2 separate regions of the Sus scrofa genome follow, and region 1 is linked to region 2. The links are chromatin contacts, called in public HiChIP or PLAC-seq maps. All regions are on one chromosome and are shown on one strand. The core of a region is the stretch at or near the end of the contact, and the rest is flanking DNA. Distances in the headings are between cores, read along the strand shown. Region 1 holds the start of MMD (monocyte to macrophage differentiation associated). Region 2 holds the start of LOC100739396 (cytochrome c oxidase assembly protein COX11, mitochondrial).

What was found. HiChIP or PLAC-seq counts read pairs in DNA pulled down with a chosen protein or histone mark.
Region 1: an H3K27ac HiChIP or PLAC-seq map of alveolar macrophages shows a contact between it and region 2. The contact joins the promoter of MMD here to the promoter of LOC100739396 in region 2. A contact is called at or near these places in 1 of 5 promoter capture datasets (fetal liver), 1 of 47 Hi-C or Micro-C datasets (skeletal muscle) and 2 of 2 datasets of contacts at active chromatin or transcription factors (alveolar macrophages and skeletal muscle).

Annotation. Positions count from the first base shown.
Region 1 is chr12:31,722,103-31,724,837 of Sscrofa11.1, forward strand. MMD (monocyte to macrophage differentiation associated) reads right to left here and starts at 1,437. Exons shown (of 7, transcript NM_001044595.2): 1 at 1,338-1,437. The coding sequence starts at 1,363.
Region 2 is chr12:31,276,437-31,279,180 of Sscrofa11.1, forward strand. It overlaps LOC100739396 (cytochrome c oxidase assembly protein COX11, mitochondrial), which reads right to left and starts at 1,414. Exons shown (of 4, transcript XM_003483022.4): 1 at 610-1,414. The coding sequence starts at 960. STXBP4 (syntaxin-binding protein 4) reads left to right here and starts at 680. Exons shown (of 19, transcript XM_021067245.1): 1 at 680-1,125.

The DNA.
Region 1 (2,735 bases), core at 187-2,686, 450 kb after region 2:
CAAGGTTCCTTTTTGCCTTCAGAAGTACTGATATGATATTCCCACTAGAGGAATACTGACAGGCATTCGACACCCTGAGTGATAAGCAATACTTATAAGTTAATCCAAGTCTTCAAAGTGATCACCTTTCCGATGGCACAGTCCACCACAACTCTCCCTATGCATATTTTATTCCTTTGGGGCTGGGAGAAGAATGAGATCAGCAGAATGGGTGAAGGGGCATCAAGGGATTAGGGAGTTGAAAAGGAAAAAAAAAAAAAGTGCCCTTTAAAATCTTGAAATAAGAGCCAATGCCTAAAAACGCAGCAATTCCCTCCCTGGGAGATTTCATGCATTCTTTTTCTGTCTTTTAAATTCCTCCGGTCACTCCACACTAAGCTAACCTGCTCAGGGTGATGGTTTGGTAACGGGGACGGCTGGCTGCCTGACTCAGACAAAGGGATGGAGAGTTATCACAAACACGGGAGAGGTGAACTTTCACCCACTTAAACGAAGAAGAATGACGAGAAAAAAAAAAGCCTAGAGCTTCCTCTCACAGCTATGGCCAGCCTCCATCCATTGCTAGACGGCAGAGACCCGGAGTCCGGGTTAAGGCCATGGTACCTCCCCAGGGTGGTGTTCCCAAGGGCTCTCCAGCGAAAGAGCAGCCGGCCAGCCTTCCGGTGGTGCCTCCTCGGTTCCTCCTCCTCCTTTCTAACACAGCCGCTTCAAGAGCAGGTCTCTACCCAAACGCCACCTTGCCCCCTCACAGTGCCCAAAATAGCATGCCCTGGGACTCCAAGCCCGAGAACCCGCTGGCCGGGACTTGGCCAGGCAAGGCTAAACCAGCGGAGCGTGCCTCAGTTTCTCCACTGTCACCGCCGTTCAAAGACAAAGCCCCTAAAATGCCCAGCACCCCCGCTCTACGGCAAATCTCGCTGCAGGGCGCAGCAGCAACCCGGCCCCGGTTTCGTGCGCCGGGGGAACCCTCCAAGCTGGGAATAAAGGGTGGAGGCCGAAGCAAGGGTCGGAGGACTTTGGGATGGGGGGCTACAGTAGGAGTCGGAGAGTGAGGCTGGGTAGGCTAATGGGACCCCCTGGGAGGAGGGCAGGTTCAGGGAATCCGAGGTCTGCAGATCGCGAGGGGGGACCCGGGCAGGCACGAGATCCCGGTCCTCGGAGGAAGAGGATCACCCAGGGACAGCAGGGCCGAGAATCCCCCGGGAGCCGTCCCCGGCCGAGCGGCGGGATTCACGGGAGATGGACCCAGGTGAGGAGCCGGAACCCACGCGGAAGAAGGCACGATCCGGCACCCGCTCCCGGCACAGGCGACGGGACAGAGGCGCCATCCCTCTCACCGCTGGAAACGATTCTGGAACCGCATTGATCCTCTGCTCCTCCTTCGGGCCCGGGAGCTCCGTCTCGTCAGCGCCGGCGGCAGGGCGCGCGGCCCTCATGGGCTTGTGTTGCTCCGGAGACCGCCGTGTGCCCGGCGGACCGCTCGGTGGGGCAGGACCTGAGTGGGCCAGGCTGGGGGTCGGGACGCAGCCGGGGCCAAACCGGGCGGCTGGGGGCGGGAGGAAGGCCACTTAAACGGCCCAGCGCCTCCCGCCTCCTGGGTCCTCCGCCCCCGGGCGCCCGCGCCCCGCCCCGGAGCCCAGCTCCGCCCCCGCCCTCCCCGCTCGCCTGCGTGCTCCCGCGGCCGCCGGCGCGTCACCGCTCCGAGCGGCCAATCAGCGTCCGGAGCGGAGCAGGGGGAAGGCTGCCTTTCACTCCCTTGGGGCCGGATTGGAGGGGCGGGACCTCGCGGCGGAGGGGCGGGGCGCTGGGGAAGGGCGGCGCACTGCTAGAATGGGTCTAGTTGGAGCAAGAAATTAGTTAAGGCAGAGGGCAGAGGAAGAGAAATTGTGAGGGAGGGGGTGGAGCCCGAATCTCAAAGGAAATTGTAAAGAAAATAGCAGCAAACTGGGACCTCTGCTTTCTGGTCCTGACTGTGTGTCATTCATTCATTCTCCATCTTTCATTTCACTGTCGCTCCGTTCATCTTCAGAGTCAACTACTCCTAGGCTGTTGTGCAAGGTTCCAGGGTAGATTTTCAAACCTTTCCTTGTCTGTCATATGATGAGCATCTTCTAACTCAGATTCACTGAGAACGAGGGAATCCTTACATGTAAGAGATACTTACATGTTTTCCTTCCTTCCTCCCTCCCTTCCTTCCTTCCCTCCCTTCCTTCCTTTCTAACGGCTTTCCAAATAAACCAAAAAGTAGATTTGAATCAGGGTTTTGTAGCAAACCCTAAGCTCAGAGGGCTTGTTGAAAGACATTCAAAGGATAATGAATGGCTGATTTCTTGATGCTTTCTCTTATGACCCCTGGAATGTAGATATGCTCCCCTTATGTAGCCTGTCCATACAGTCTCTCACACCCAAACTTCAGACTCTCAGGGGAGCATTAGGCCAGCCTGTTAGGAGTGTTTACCCTGCATGCAGTGGAGCTTTAGAAAGCTGAGAACTCTTTTACCTGTAATTCTATTTTCTTTTGCTTTAACACTTTCCCGGTTGGCAGGACCTAGAAGGTGCTTTCCATGGTTATTTCATTAATTTCCCCAAGAACTCCAAGAGATAGACATTACTTTACTCATTTCACTGATAAGGAGACAGAGATTTAGAAACTTGCCAAAAGCAAGACTAGAATTTGTAGGTATTTTGTCTAATATTAATTTTCTGTTCCTTTCAGTGCACCAGATTGCCTCTCC
Region 2 (2,744 bases), core at 164-2,663:
GCATTAAAGTTCCCCTCCTAGATAATGACGCTGATGCCCACTGAATTTTGCAAACAACTGCACTAGAGTGTCTGATCTAAAAGATAAGGACTTTACAGTTACCTATTAATAAGGGAGAAACGCCTCGCAGTCCTAATTCGCACTCGTGATAGATAAAAAGTTACTCCCAGGTGAAGTATGAGCAGCAAGCATACTCCCATTCTGTCAACCTTTGCACAGAAACTATAGTGGTTTACAGAAGGAATATAATAACATAAATTACATTTGAAAAACTGGCACGTGTGTGAGCAGGAGGAGCATAAAGCAGATTGCCAAATACCAGAGTATAGGCTGCAAGCCTTTTCGATGGTGTAGCTGAGATTGAGAGATTTCACTGGGCAGTGGGGTATAGGCACGGTCACTCCAAGAGCTTAGGTTCCACTGGTAGCTTTGTCACTAACTTCTTTGGGGACCTTGGGCAACTAAGTCACTTTTTAAGGCCTGTTTCCTGTTTGGTGGATAATCTCGGACATCCCTCCAACACTACACGGTGAAGCATCGCTGTATAGGGATCTGCCCTGCACCTCTGCCCCTCCCGATGGGCCGCCCAGCGGGCAGCGCCGGCCCTACCTGGCAATAGAGCCGGTAAAGGGGCACGGCGGCGTAGGACGCCCCCAGCATGCCCACGGCCGCAGCGGCCACGTACGTGAGGACCGTCTTGTTCCGCCGCCGCCAATCCTCCTCCTGCTCGCGCGTGAAGGGGTTCGTACTCTTCGGCCGCCGGAGCGGCTGCACTGCCAGGCTTGGACGCCTCCATGTCCCCAACCTCCTTAGTCCCCTCTCAGCACCTCCTGTGCCGCTCCTGCCGTGCCCGAGATACGGCTCTATCCTCTCCGCGGCCCTGGTCGGGGCCCCAAGGTGGCTCCAGGGCCAGCCGCAGAAAGCGACGCGGCTCCATCCTAGACGCCAGAGCCCTCCCATAGCCCCGGAACAGAACTCCCGCCTGTCAGGGGCAAGAAGCCAGATCTCGCGAGGCCTGCTCTATCTCGCGATCTCTGGGTCGAGCCTGCCGCTGCCTTGGCTACCAGGCTCCTCTGGTGGTGGCGCTTGTAGTCGGGCTACGGAGGCCGGGTTGCCGGGCGCCGGGTAAGTTCGCGTTTTGCTTCGTGACTGTTCCTCCTACTTTGCCTCTTTCCTGTACCTACCTAACTTACTTTTAGGAAAACGGCGTGCGTTCCTCCGCGTGCAAGCCCATCATCCCACGGCTTTGGGTCAGTGATCTTCCTAACCTCCATCAGCCTTTGTCTCGACCTGGTGGCCCCAAGAGACTGCTGTCCCGCGCGCGGTCCTTTGAAGGGGGTACCCTGGTTGCAGGTCCGCTCTCACTGCCCTGGACTCGGGCTCTAGGCTCACCTCTCCCAGGAAGGCTTCCGGTGTTTTAACCACAGACCACTGGAACACTCACGCATCTACACTTCCTCAGTCCTTGGGAATCGGCTTCTACTGCTCTGATGTCCCTAAACCGATTGCCCAGTGAAAATTAACCAGTTCAGGGGCGGGAGGGACGTTGTCAAACTTGGTTTTAAAAGCATAGTGACCGGATATGAGGATCATGTAAAGAAGGGTTGAAAGAAATGGGGATGTTTATCTTGGAAAAGAAGCGCATGGAGGATGTAAATAATAGCTTTCTTCAGTTGTCCTACAGGACAAACTAGGATCTGAGTGGCGCGCACCGCGCAGCTGATTTTGTTGTAATGGAAGGAAGCATCTTTCAAGGAACTATGTAAAATAGTGGTTAAGAGCTGAGATTCTGAAGTTGCACCGGTGTGGATTCATACCTGGGCTCTCTCTATGACCCTGTGTCCCTAGGGCAGTTATATGACCTCTTTAAAATCATGGCAGTAAGTAAGAATATGCATGTAAAGTGATTTTCACAGGTAAACATTTATTTAGTAGGCTTTGCTGTAGATGTGCCGAGCAGATGTAAGTATCCCCACTTTATGGATGAGGAAGCTGAAGTCCCCAGAAGTTAAATGACTTGGACTGATACAGCATCTTATTTATTCTACTCTCTTGTGGGCCAGACATTATTCAACCTACTGGGGCTACAGCACAGGGAAAGTCAAAGAAGATCACTTCAGTTATGGAGTGTGTCCTTTCTCCAAGGGACTTTCAAGCAAATAACAGATACATAAATAAGGGAATTTCAGATAACAATCAATACAGTGTAATTGACAAACAAAACGAGGGAAAGTAAGGGAAGGTCTTTCTGAGGATTTGACATTTGAGCCTAGTCCTGAGTGATGATAAGGAGCAGGCTACACAATGACAATTCCAAGCCATGCAGAGGCCCCAGACAAGCAAGAGTTGGTTACCACTGAAGAACAAAAAGACCAGTGTGTTCCTACCATTGTGAGCAGGCAGGAAAAGTGGTAGGAAATGGGCCAGAGCAGGTATACAGGGACCAGATAATAACAGCCTTTTAAGCCATGTCCAAGAGTTTGGATTTTATTCTAAGAGTCATTGGAAACATTGTAAATCAACTATAATTTTAAAAAATAAAGAAGTAATAAGCTGTCAGAGTTTGAAGCATACAATGATATCTGATTCACACTTTTTATTTTTATTTATTTATTTTTTTCCTTTGTTAGGGTCTTACCTGCAGCATATGGAAGTTCCCAGGCTAGGGGTCAAATCAGAGCTGTAGCTGCTGGCCACCACAGCAACGCCAGATCTGAGTCTCATCTGTGATCTATACCACAGCT